Linked DNA regions of Triticum aestivum: region 1 is linked to region 2. The links are chromatin contacts, called in public Hi-C maps. All regions are on one chromosome and are shown on one strand. Each heading gives the region's core, a stretch centred on a gene start, on an enhancer-like site or on the middle of the called end of the contact. The rest is flanking DNA. Distances are from core to core; before and after follow the strand shown.

Evidence for each region. Hi-C and Micro-C count contacts between places; a contact is called where the count stands out from the background.
Region 1: a Hi-C map of leaf shows a contact between it and region 2, with 5 times the contacts expected there. The contact joins the promoter of LOC123165157 here to the enhancer-like site in region 2. A contact is called at or near these places in 3 of 5 Hi-C or Micro-C datasets (all in leaf).

Annotation. Positions count from the first base shown.
Region 1 is chr7D:287,381,899-287,388,594 of IWGSC CS RefSeq v2.1, reverse strand. It overlaps LOC123165157 (DCN1-like protein 4), which reads right to left and starts at 2,585. Exons shown (of 10, transcript XM_044582790.1): 1 at 2,344-2,585; 2 at 258-342. The coding sequence starts at 2,389.
Region 2 is chr7D:287,184,909-287,191,685 of IWGSC CS RefSeq v2.1, reverse strand. LOC123171074 (exocyst complex component SEC8) reads right to left here. Exons shown (of 22, transcript XM_044588732.1): 18 at 6,303-6,404; 19 at 6,133-6,207; 20 at 5,946-6,041; 21 at 5,786-5,835; 22 at 5,354-5,702. The coding sequence ends at 5,615. Among protein-coding and RNA genes, the nearest start is that of LOC123171074, 37 kb to the right of the region's middle. Within about 2 kb of position 4,190, at least 4 of the 8 cell types and tissues checked have an H3K27ac peak or open chromatin away from gene starts, as enhancers often do. A contact at or near this core is called in leaf, where this site is marked.

The DNA.
Region 1 (6,696 bases), core at 1,336-3,835, 200 kb before region 2:
ATCATTAACATCTAGCTGCATCAAAATGGTATGTATCAACTACCAATACACATTTACGTGAATGGACGGTATACATAGACAACTATTACATCACAATTTACAATGATTCATATAAAACAGCTCGTATTTTTACCATGTGCGATAATTCCCTAATTGGAAGGTATACATAGAATTTCTAAATGGAAGGATGACTACCATGAGTATACAGCAAAAATAATGACAGGCAAGTGTTTGAGAAAAACTGAGAAAAAACTTACTCAATCATGCTGGATGAGCCATCAGCATATGTATAGAAAAGTTGGTCAATCCGCTCTATTTCCTTTGAAACCGCTTTAGTGGGAACTGGAGATAATAATGAAAATGTTATTACAAATAGATCTAAGGAACATGTGGTTCCCTATCAATATACAGTATCTTGATTTTGCATACCACATACCATATGATAGAATTTAGCTTGCAAGCAAAAAGTATGCATTTGGTATTTCTAATGTGCAAACAAAACTTGTGCATGTGGAAGAAGCAGAAGTAAGGAGAAGACCAACACATAGCTTGACATAAACCAAATGACTGAATAACACGCACATGCACATTCTTACACCCAGATGGATAAGTGTATAGGGTTCAACAAGTAATTCAGAAAGAAAAGGAATCAATGCATCTCACCACGTTGTGCTTTCCTGCTGGTCAGGTTTGTACTGACTCCTTTTCTTTTTCTGTTTTGTTTTTCATTTACTTGTTCCTCACCTAAATATAATCGTTTGCTTAGTACTCATTCAGATATACATACCCTCAAAAGAGAATATGATAGCTCCTACACCAACCCATTTGGAAAAGAAGTAATGCGACAACGAATTTAAAGAGAAGGTAAGAATCAAGAGTTCAAGACACAAACATTTTAATAACCTAAAAAAGAAAGCCTATTAGGACAAAGTTTGAGCCAATGGGCAGCTATTCTAGAGTTGCTTATGAAACTTCTATGTATACACACGCAATTTCAAGATAAGCTTCTTAATCTGTCTTTTACATTTACTGGGGTAAAATTCAGCATTACAAATTACAAAATGGCACTAAAACCCAATGGGAGCAGCAAACTAACCACCAAATGAGTAAGTTAAAGTAATCGCTTGAGATATGGAGCAAGACAGCATGTAGTGATTAATCATTCCAATAAGGGAGTACATACGGAGCAAAATGAGTGAATCTACACTCTTGACATATGTCTATATACATCCATATGTAGTTTTATTGAAATCTGTAAAAAGACTTATATTTAGGAACAGAGGGAGTATATCATAGAAACAATTACAAAATGAATGGGTGTAACTAATTTTGCTGATTATATAGCTTAAAAGTGATTGAAGGTACTGTATTCTAGTGCATCCATTCACATTTAATTATTTATGTGTCATATTGGTATAACAGATCATAATTCTCTAGTGCCTTCTAATTCAGTTGCAATTAGAACAAACCACTGCTGCTGTGCCCATCTCTTTTCATTTTGTTTGATATCATAGTTATTGGTACAGGATTTTTTCAGTGCGTATCGTAATTGCATGTAAAACATTGATATGTCATACAAACCTAATAAACTTTAAAACAATTATTTTAATTAAAATAAAGTACTACAAAGCACAAAAAGCAGAGTTACTACCAGATAGTAAAGTCAATGAGATTCAGTGATGAAACTGTTTAACAGGCACCATAATTTTAGGCTGCACACTACTAACCTGATTTCTGTAGTCACAGAAAAAAGGTAAAGATTTACCGCACAAGGTACATGGCGAATTTATGTTATTAGTGGTGTAAAATTGATGCAAAGACAACAAATCGCCACGGAGATTGCAGAGCTGAACCAGAAACCCGGAACACGGTGTTAACAGGTAGCTGCTCTTTAGATTTTACTTACAAAGCGTTTCGGCATGGGTAGGCACACAATTAATAAACCTATGAATTGCCATCTGCTTACATTACGAATGTAAATCTGCTAGCGAATCCACACCCAATTCTGCACCAGGCGATCCAAACCGAGGATTCAGCTCCTTCTCTTTACCACCATGACAGATTCCCAAACCCTGAATCTACCCCGACCCTTCCCATCCCATAACAAGCGATCCGAACCCCACATACCGGCAATCAACGAGTCGTACCTCGTACGCTCCCGCACCGGACAACTCAAGATTGGATCTTCCCGAGACAAGGCACCACACGGAATCTCGCAAGACAACGAACGGACCGGGGACCTGCCGAGGCCACCAGCAAGGCCTCGCACGCAGCCTAATCACGAAACAAGGAAGACAACCAGGGGGGTGGGGGTGGGGTAGGGGTTGAGGGGAGGAGCATTACCGGCCGCGGCGGACGACGACGACGACTTCTTGGAGGAGCGCCTCATGGTGGCCCGTCCTCTCGCCTTCTCGTCGCGCCTCCCTCTCTTTCTCTCTCGGGTACCTACTTCTCCCCTGCGCGCGGTCGCCGAGTTATCTTCCCTCGTCTCGTCTTCTCTGCTGTCCCGGTTGAGAGTTCGAGTTTGCGGAAGGAACGGGGGCGCAGTTGGAGCCTCCCCTTTACTTATATTAACTACGATTCGGCCTGGCTAGGAAGTTGTGTCCCACGTGCGGGCCCTGGATACCTGCGCCAACACGGCTGCCCCTATTTTTTCCTTGGCGGAAGACATCGTACTCCCTCCGGTCTTTTTTAGTTTGCACACATATAAATTTTGTCCGAAATTAAATCATCTGTACTTTAATCAAGCTTATATTATATAAAAAAATTAACATTCACAATGTTTAATTAATATTGTTAGATTCTTTATGAAATATAGTTTTATATAGTATATATATTTGATATTGTAGATATTGGTATTTTTTAATATAAATTTACTCAAACTTTGCAAAGTTTGACTTGTCACAAATCTATAACGTGGAGTAAAAAGGACCATAGGGAGTACCAATTTGCGAGTTTATATCTGCCTAAAAAAATTGAAAACATATTGCCGAACGCTCAGATTTTAAAGATCTGGGTTGAACGTCCTCTTCACCGCTAGATTTTGAGCATGCATGCTAAAGCAGAGAACACAATCACGTTGGTGAACGAGATCTTTCGGTAAAATGGAAGTCGTCATCGCGAACGCCTCTCGACTCCTTTGTTCCCTTATCCATCCACACGACCTCCCCAAGCATGCTATACAACTATGTTGCGAACCCGCACGGGGATTAATTCCTTGCCTATCATATAGAGTTGTTGCTTGTCTTACCCGACGGTCCTTGATTTTGGTTCTGGTTGGCGCATGGAAAGAAAGAGGCGGTATACTATGTCAGAGCTTTGATTTAGCAAAGCTCACATGTTCAACTATTTTTTACTCTTTAGATGATTATTGGTATACGACAGTTGTCACTCGTTCTACCGAGCAGTCCTTGGTCTTGTTTCTGATCGGCGCATGGAATAAAAGGGGCAGAATACTACGTCAGAGCTTTGATTCAGCAAACATCACATGCTCTACTATCTTTTAGTCTTTAGATGATTACTAGATGACCCGGTGCGCCAAATGGCGCAGAGACCCATTTGAAACCATGTTCGTGTTGAGAAATATTGGCCTTTTTTAGTAATTTTATGTTTGATCAAGGATAGATAACGTGTCAAACCCAAAGTGTTTTGAATGTGTATTTGAACAATGTGCCATTTGGCTCTATGTTACCCAAGTAAGGTGCAAGGTCCAAATTCAAGCATCAAGGGTAATGATTCTAAACCTTTTGTAACAGAAACGTTTGCATTTGTTAGTAACTTCGAGTTTTAGCACCGAGGGAAATAATTCTAAACCTTTTATGTGAAAAATTAAGGAATACCTATGTAAAAACTATATACCATGTGAAGCTAATTCAAACTGTGCAAGTTGAAATATTTAGAGACCGATCATAAAATTGCCGGCTCCACTCTACTGCAACGCGAGGGCCGGCTTACTGCACCTTCCCCACATAATTGGCCAGAAGGTATTTTAAAATTTTGAATTGTCTACATTAGTATTTCTTAGACACCATATAGGAGATGAGAGAACAGTAAAAAAAATTGTTAAATGAAAACTATGTACCTTAGCTATCTAAGGCTTATGAAAACTGCAATCTTGAAAGAGGAAAACAACATTAGAAATCGTAATGTTCCTGGTCCTGAATAGTGTATTTGTCTAAATATGTAGTTGATCACCCGGTGCAAAGTAAAAAACTTCTCATGATATACCACTGGGAACCTAAAAGCAAGTGATCACACATACAAACATTCCAAGGAAAAATGCGTAAACTCACAACTCAAACAAATTACTAACAGGACTATGTATGATTTTGCAGCTTAGAATCTACATAAAACAGAACAGTGCAGGTAACCTCTACCTAAATCTCACTACTAACTTTATTCAAACATTTATTCCTAGATCATCCGTACTCCTTCTATGTACAAATCATGCAATATCTCTGTCTAAATCAATGCCAATGCATGCACATGCACAAGTCTAAACTAAACAACATATATGATATAGCATAATTATATGATCTAAAATAGATGCATGATCAGGGGAGGAAGATGGTGAAGCCAAAGATGAGCAACTGAGATTGGGGAACGACGACCGGCGAGCAGCAGCCCATAGTGATGGCCAGCTCCATTCGACCATGACGCGAGCAACGCCGGAGCTCCGGCCTGGCTGCTCCTTCCTCATGCTCGTCCTACTCATCCTCCCGTGCTTCTCCACGCCAAGCACGAAGACCACACCAGCCAGGCTCTCTTATGGCGACGACCTGCGCCCGATCCAGAATCACGATATGTGGCGGCGCCGGATCGAGAACGCGGGGAGACGCTGTCCTGTGGGGAAGAGAAAGAGGATAACATGGTATAAAATAAAGTAGTCATTTTTCATGTAGTGAAACTTTAGTTTTGGGCAAGATAATCAAAAATAAAAATATAACTAATGCAATAGGAGAACCACATATGGAGGCACTCAAGTGGACAGACACAACAGTTCAAACAAACCCAAAAATATCTCATTGTTCACCTTAAACCTTCGGAGGTTTAAACTGCTAGTTGAACTGAAAGGCACCGTTGCTAGGTGAAAAAAAATCAGTACGCTCTGCAGTAATTTGATATGATAAAAACCAGTTGGATAAAGACCAAATAAAGTTATTACCTAGCGAAGTTAGGGCTGCCATAAAAATCTGAACAGTTCCATAAGTTGTCTCTTGATATTATATGATTCATAAAGGAACATGACACATGATTGTGCAAAAATGACTATTGATTCAGTGCCACACTACAGGAAAGGGGATATTACTTACTACTTCTCTCATCTAGCTACAGCTGGTTTAGCAAAGAGAACCCAATACCCAAAATCATGAAATGGGTGTTCTCTTGGTTAGTATACAAGACTGCTAATTATCTCTGTTGCCTCACCACAGAGCAACCAAGCAAAGGGCCATGGAGCACCTCACAACAAAAGGAACCTAAAACCTACAAACAGAGGAATGATTTTTCTTGTAACATGAACCATCAAATTAACTACACTCGGTCGCACAGCATGCGATCGCCACCATAGAAAGGCTACCCTACTACTTAACTCTCTCCACAAACTACAAAAAAGCAAGAAAATCAACCCAAACAACATTGTAGGAACGATATAGACAAGACAAAAGAATCTCAACTTGTTCGCTCTTTTTTAGTTGAGTAACTCCTTCCAGAGTAAATGGTCAAGCTGGCCGCAAGAAAGAAACACACAAAAAACCCGAGAATAGTGCACCAACAAGAAGGAAAAAAATCTACATATGGACAAACTGACAGGGTTTGTGCTTCAGGAACCAAAAATTTGGGGAGAGAGAGAAGCATACCTAATAGAACTTCACGGGCATGTCAACCCCTTGTTTATTCTCCAATTTCAGCCCTAGCATTGAAGGAAGCACAACCCTCTCATGAACAGACTTTAGAGTGAAGCTCATTGATGATGGCACTGTTAGTAGTCAGAAACTGTATAAGCGAGGCTATTCCGCCTTCTTGGCCCTTTTAAATAGCTTGTACATACCTGTTTTAGAGTCAAGAGAAAAAAATGATATCAACTAAGCATATCTAAAATCCATCGTAATACATACAAAGAATGTGTTACATCTGAAATAAAATGGAACATGCAAATTAGATAGTTACTTATAAGTGAAATACCATTTTAGGTGTGTTTTCACCAAAGAGATACAGTGAACAGTCGAGCACGTAATTATAAATTGATAATTATCAGTAAGATCTTCACACTTCTCGGGGAACAAATAAAACAGGAAACTAGGTGGTTTACCTTGATACAAAAGTGACCTTATTCAAATTCATTTTCAGATGAGAAACACTATAGTGGAAGCACCAACCCTAGCGAAATACCATCAAGAAATGGTGCTACTTAATCATAGTAGAAAGGATAAAAATGCATATAACAAAAAAGGAATAATAATACCTGTCAGGCCTGCTCTTGCATACCAAAATAACATGGCCTCTTGCAAAATATAGAGATCTAGGAACGGCCCATAACACCAAACGATGTAGGAGAGGAAGGTACCAAACTTATCACAAGCATCTCCATTATGACTGGAATATACCCTGGAAATTAATACAAGCTAGGTATATCACAGATGCACCATAATAATTTCAAAAGAAGTGCAAAAATATGTACCCAACATAGAACATAGG
Region 2 (6,777 bases), core at 2,941-5,440:
CAATATGATTTTTTATGTAATTTATGTTTAACTGGTCATCTGAGACTTGTTGCCTTTCAATTGTACCTATTACTATTTTCCTTTAGAGTCATCAGATACTCTCTTCATTCACAAATATACGCTTGACCTACTACTCTTTTCTTTTTAATTACTAGGAAATATGCCCGTGCATTGCAACGGGAGAAAAAAAATAACTCAGCCTCTCCCCACCCCCGCACACACTGGTGCACGTCCTATATGTCAACACAACGGCCCACCTACATCGTCGCTTACCCTCCTTCCGCCCTCGCCGGCCCGTGGCAGTTGAACTTTGTGTAGGTGGAACGACGAGGGCGTCGGCCATCAATAATGGAATGAGATCATCGGGGGGATGGCTCTGCCGCGTTGAGTGGGTGTCGTCGGTTAGCGTCTCGCCTATAGACACCTCCTTCATCAACCGAACTGGTGCTGGCATTTCAAATATAATTTGCCAAGTAAATCGGCAACCAAAATTAGAGGCTTGGGCACTAAGAATTGAACAATGATTCTAAAATAGTCACATAGATTCTTTATGACCGCTTATTTTGTGAGGATTGCCGGAAAAATAATTCCAGAATAGCCCACACGAACAAAATATATGCAACTTGAAATATACTGTTAAATAGTTAGATGCATGAAAGTATATATAACTAACTTATTTCCAAAGATTGCCCACTTGAGGATTCCTCAAAAAATAGTACACACTTGAGGCATTAGACATGTACATTATCCAAGATTCTCTATAGTCATTGTCATTTTAGGTAGGGAAAGTATATATATGCAAAACATTAAAAACCTACACAAACTTCGACGTACAAAAGGCATTTCACAGGGAGAATTGCAGCAAACTAAATGACTGTACCACCGATTTTTTTATTCATATATATTCATAGATGACAATGTCATTGCTGTTAGTTAACTACATGTTGAAAGCAAACAACCTAAGCTATGAATTGTATTACCAGCATTAAAAGATTGAAAAACTCTGTTCTATATTATATTGCAAGGGGGCTTACTTTTCTTCTAAGGATTTTATTTTCTTTACATAACATCTGTCCTTGCAAAATTATTCAGTCTGTTGTTGGGAACAGTGAGAAAAATTATCAATACAAATTATGATCAAATTTATTTTGTTAAGAGCATACCTTTGTCTGGAGATCAATGGGCCGATCAAGCATATATATGCTATGTCTGCATGATCGAAATTTATCAGCATTTTTTGTGTTGCAACATATGCTAGCTAGCATAACCTGAGAAGAGATATCCAGGTTGACTGTGGCAATATCAAACCCTACATCTAGTAGCATATTATAGCTTATGATCATCTACCAAAGAAAGAAACACAAAGTAGAAATTACCAGGAAACACCCAAAGCTAAACAATGACATAAAATGACAAGGAACAACCTGTACTATTTTTGTGATAATGAAAGAGATAGTGAGATAGTTCTCCTAGCCTCTGCATCATGACCATACGAAAACTAATAAATATCCCGTGGCACTGCTTCATTTTCCATCTATCCAGCTTGTTGTTGCAGGTCATCACCACGAGAAGCATCAATCCAGTAGCCAGCTTTGTGCATGTACCAGGGAGCAAATCAATCTTTTTCTCACATATATGTCTCTCCCCGTACAAGTTTTCAGCACCTCACATAGTAACAATTTCAAGACATTCTCCCACATTGTCTCTTCAGCAGCAGCAAACTTGGCCAAGCAACTGCACAAAAGGCAGTATACACATGCCCGGAGGAGCAACACACAGAAATTCATCTCAACCTCTCTCACTTTCTCTCTTATTCTCTAGGGGCGTGTTTGGTTGCCTGCATATGGCCCCGCCTGGCCCGCACGGAAAGAACTTGGCCCGTTTGATTGCCTACGTTTACTGTGCGGCCTGCATTACACGGAACTTAAAGCACGTCCAGGCCAGGCCCAGGGGAAACGCCCGAATCGGCGGTAGCTCGCGAGCCTGGCTCGGGCGACGCGCTTCTCTCCCCGTGCGACCAGGGAGATGGCGCGAGCTTGCCCGCGTCGCCGAAAAATCGGCGGGAGGATTTCGGCTCACCTCCCGCCGAGTCCACCCTAGCCCCCTCCCTCACCGCCCCAACTCCCGCCACCATTATCCCTCTGTTCGAGCTTTCCCGCCGACGCGCATCGGCACCGACGAGCAGGTAAGCGGCGCATCTTCATCGGCCAGCGGTCCACGGCGTCGACGCTTCTTCACCGGTCGGCGTTGATCGTCCACGACTGTCCCCCCTCGTCCTCGAGCTGCAGCCATGGCCTCTGTGAGTTCAATACCCCTTTCTCTTTGTTCCTTCTAGATAGATCTGAGCTGCAGTTAGGGTTTGATCTAGATGCATGGTTGATTAGTGGTCTGATCTGTGAGCTCATATGGTTGATTGCTATGCTGCGGTTGCAATTTGTGATAGGGCTAGATGTTCAAGCATGTGGTAGGCTAGATTAGTAGTAGAGTTTGAAGTTGAACCTTGTGCTTGTATTGATTCGTGCTTAGATCTATGATTTGTAGCTATTGGTGGTCCATTTGTAGCATGTTGTTTGTTGTAGATGTATGTTCGTACTCATAGATTGTTTGGTATGCTTAATATGATAGCGATGAACCATATGTGCTTAGTATGATAGTGATGAAACATGTGTTTGCTATGATAGTGATGAACCATGTGCATGTATGCTCCTGCTTTCATGGATTGTCCGGTATGTTGTGTGCTATGCTTATTATCAATGCGTGCTACGATTGTAGGACATGACCACGCAGACGCAAGATCTTAGTCAGGCCCTTGTCCTGTCCGACAGCCAGTTTGCTCCATCGTTTGTCGAGGACTCGCATCCTATGTCCGAGATGGCACCTTATTCAGAGGTGTTCGCGTCTGATTCCGTCTATGTACCAGTAGTGCTCGTTGAGCCAACTCCTACTGCTGCTGCCGCTACACTCAAGGTAGCAACAGCAAAGGCAAAGAAGGATGATAGGCCGAACAACATGAAGTGGCAGCCGTTCATGTCCACGTTCGTGCTGAACAAGATGTGTGAGCTCATCTCTAGTGGAGTTAGGACTGACAAGGGCTTCAAGGAGGTGCACTTGAACACCGTTGCGAAGCAGGTGTTCGAGTTCTGTGGGCAGGAGGTGTCTGCCACCCAGGTGTACAACCACCTGAGGAAGTGGAGAGGTCGATGGATCCAAGTGTCCAAGCTAAGAGACCTTAGCGGCGCCTCATGGGATGAGAACACTTGCTAGGTAGAGCTTGCTATGCCGTATGATCATGCATGCTTTACTTCTTCTCTTCTGCTCCATTGTTGTTTGTGTGCTACTTTGCTTGCTATTTGTGTGCTCCATTGATTTGATGCTTCAACGCTTGCTCTCGTGCATTGCTAGGGCAAGTGGTATGTCGTGTTCATTGGTAAGGCTCCAGGGGTTTACAGTTCATGGGAAGAAGCCAGTGCACAAGTGGCATCGTATAGCAACAGCAGTCATAGAGGGTTCAAGACTAGGCAGGCAGCAGAACAAGCTTACTCCGACTGGGTGCGAAAGCACGGAGGCAGCAGTGTTGACAGTGGCAAGGTTGGAGGTGTTAAGGTGGATCGTCAGTTTGGGCTGAAGCTGAAGAACTTCATCATCTTCGCCCAGTTCATCGACATTGCTGTGTTGTAGCGTTGGTGTGCTAGGTGTGATCATTGTGGGTAAGCTCACCAACTAGGGTATAAGGTAAGCACAACATGTACGTCGTATGCAACCAAATGTCGTATTCATGTGCCGCTTGGGCCAATGCAGGCAACCAAACAAAGTGCACTTGCGTATTACTTAATGCAGGAACACTAGATGCAAACAACCAAACAACTTGCAGATGGCGTACTAGGGCATGTTTTTTGCTCAACCAGGCTGGGTTGAGAAGTGTATGCGATGCAGGAATTGTTCACAACGGTAACCAAACACGCCCCAGCTGATCCTCTTCTTTTCACCGCACAAAGCAGCACACAAAACAAATTCAGCATAGAAACAATAGCGTCGCCAAACTGAAGAGATCACACCATCGGAACAAGTATCCACTGAAAGTTTGTGAGGTTTCTGGGCTTGATCAATCGTGGTGGGCCAACGTAGCAGCATGGTCGCCATCTACGCCGATGCGACCCACCCGTCGACCCCAACATGGTCTTTGGATCCATCCAGTCGTCGTCCACTGTTGTACACCAAGGCCTTTGCCGTAACCATCGTCAGCGACCAACCTCACTGGGAGGCTGGGGCTGGGAACTCGCGCACTGCCGCCCACCTCAGGTCAAGAACGCCGCCCCCATCGAGTTAGTGCGCCCCTTCCAGAGCTTGTACGTGCAGCTCTCCCGCTACAGCCAACGCCGCCGCCTCGGCGATCGCCGCCAGCCGAGCTCTCAGGGGAGCAAGGCCTTCTCCACCGCCTTATTTTCCTTCCCTCCTCCTGCTACTCCTCCCTGACCTCCCCCTCGTCTCGTTTTCTCTGCACAGGGAGCCATGGCGCCGCCCGAGATGCAGCTTCGCCACCATCCCAAGCCGCTGCCGCCGCTCACCTGCAGGTCGCCCCATCGACCGGATTCAGCCCTCTGCCGCCCGAACCTGCCTCCTGCCACGGATCCCACCCAACTCGAACAGCTGCACCCGATCCTGTCGTTTCGCTGCATCACCTGGAGCCGACGCCCCCTCTGCATCGAGCCCATCCGCGTTGACCGGGCTGCATCGCCATGCCTCGCCTCACATGGGTCGCCATGGTTGCGTTTACAACAAAATTCAACTGCCATGACTGCGTTTGTGGATAGGTGAACCAGCGTGGCCTAGGAAAAAATCAGGCGTAAAGCCAGGAGGCATACTGTGCGTACGTGCAATAGGAGTATAGAGGGAGGACAGACCAAAGGAACCGGATGGAACTTAAATCTTCTTTTAAATACCATTCATCAATCTTTATGATCAACATAAAATCAACAGATATAAAAGGATGACGTATGAAGAACTATGAAAGCTTCCTACCTTTAATATTAGGTAAAAATAAAGATCAAATACTCCCTTCATTCACAAATATACAATGTTATAATTTTTTTTTTCAGAATTGAATGTATATACACATTTTAGTGCGTCTATTCACTCATCAGTCAATATATAGTCCATATTAAAATATCTATAACGTCTTATATTTGTTAATGGAGGGAGTACCTTTTAGTGTCTTTCTTTAAAACTAGAAACTATGGCTCGCCACAATTTGCTAGCCCATGGCTCACAATTGGTCTTAAATTCGTGGCCACAATTGGCACATTTGTGGTGACTATTTACCATGTGCTATGTGGCGGCAACAATTTGAATAACGGAACACATGAATCTGGGAATTTTATTAAAATTACGTCCAAAAGATTACACATTTACAACGATCAAGAATGAGCGTTTCAGTCAAAGCACTACAAATTTACAGTGAATGAGACAACAAATAACACATTACCTACACCATAGACATCAAAAGAAAAAACCAAACAGAAATAACAAAATTAACTACAACTACAAAGAAAGCCGAGAAAGATACAGTGAGACATCTGCCACCAGTTATAGCTAAAATCATCTTGCCCAATTCAATTTAATGACTCAAAATCTGTGAGATACGTCGTTCAGCATCCATTGGTATCTCTCTACCAGGTACATTGACCTTTAGTATGCTCAAGTATCTACACAAACAAAGTAACATCAAACTAAATATGGTTAACCAAAAAAAATGACAATGTAAATCAAAAATATTCGACACGCCTACTCTTTTGCAGAAAAAATATATTCCTGTTCAGCAATGAACCCAAGCAAAGACTGCACATTGAGGAATAGGGTGATTAAAGCTTCAAAGAAAAACACAACTACATTCGCAAAAAAAGAAAAAAAAACACGACTATGGGTGCGTGGTATTGTTATTAGTGTACCTCGAAAGGCAGGTTTAGTAGCTCATAGAATGTCCGAACACGATCTAATCTCTGTTGGACTGCCTCACTATCAATGGAAGGTATGGCTGCAAGTGCCTGCATAGAGAGAAATAATTTACACATGTGACTATGGAATCGGCCATCTACTTGATCTATCAAAAACTATTACTGCAAATGAAAGTACTACCTGTTCTAGTGCTATCGAGTTTCTGCATATTTGTTGAACTCCCAACAGGTTGATGGACTTCATTAGTGCGAGTGCCTTTCATAATTGAACAACCGTAAGTAGGATATCTGGAATCTGCTTTGACAGTACAGGCTTATAACAAGAAGAATAAGCAGTGATTCGGAACAAACCTTTATTGATGCATTAGCAGCAACACTAGAAATCCCACCAAATACATAGTTCCTTTTTGATTCTGCGATGTAAGGAGCCATTTCTTCATCCCTACGTGCAATCTGTCACATTGTAAAGCCCAGCACATGTTAAAGGGCCCAATAATATCAGTAAATTGAAGAATGCAGCATTACTTAATGTGCACTATGTGATGTGTGAGTACAAAATATAAACTTGAATTTTTATCTAGATGCATATGGATCCAAATCGATACTCCTGTTTCACTTTTAATAATGTACCTATTCAAAAATTTAGCCTAAACAAACTCTTATAAATTTCGGTAAGGATTAAATTAAGAACTAAGCCAACTACATCCTCTCACAGTGTTTTGAGGCTCTGAACCATTCGATCCGCTCATTTAACGCTCCAGATCATCCGATCACCCGATCCTCCCACCACGCCCCCGTGAGTGACGGCTTTGCACCACGCGGTCCT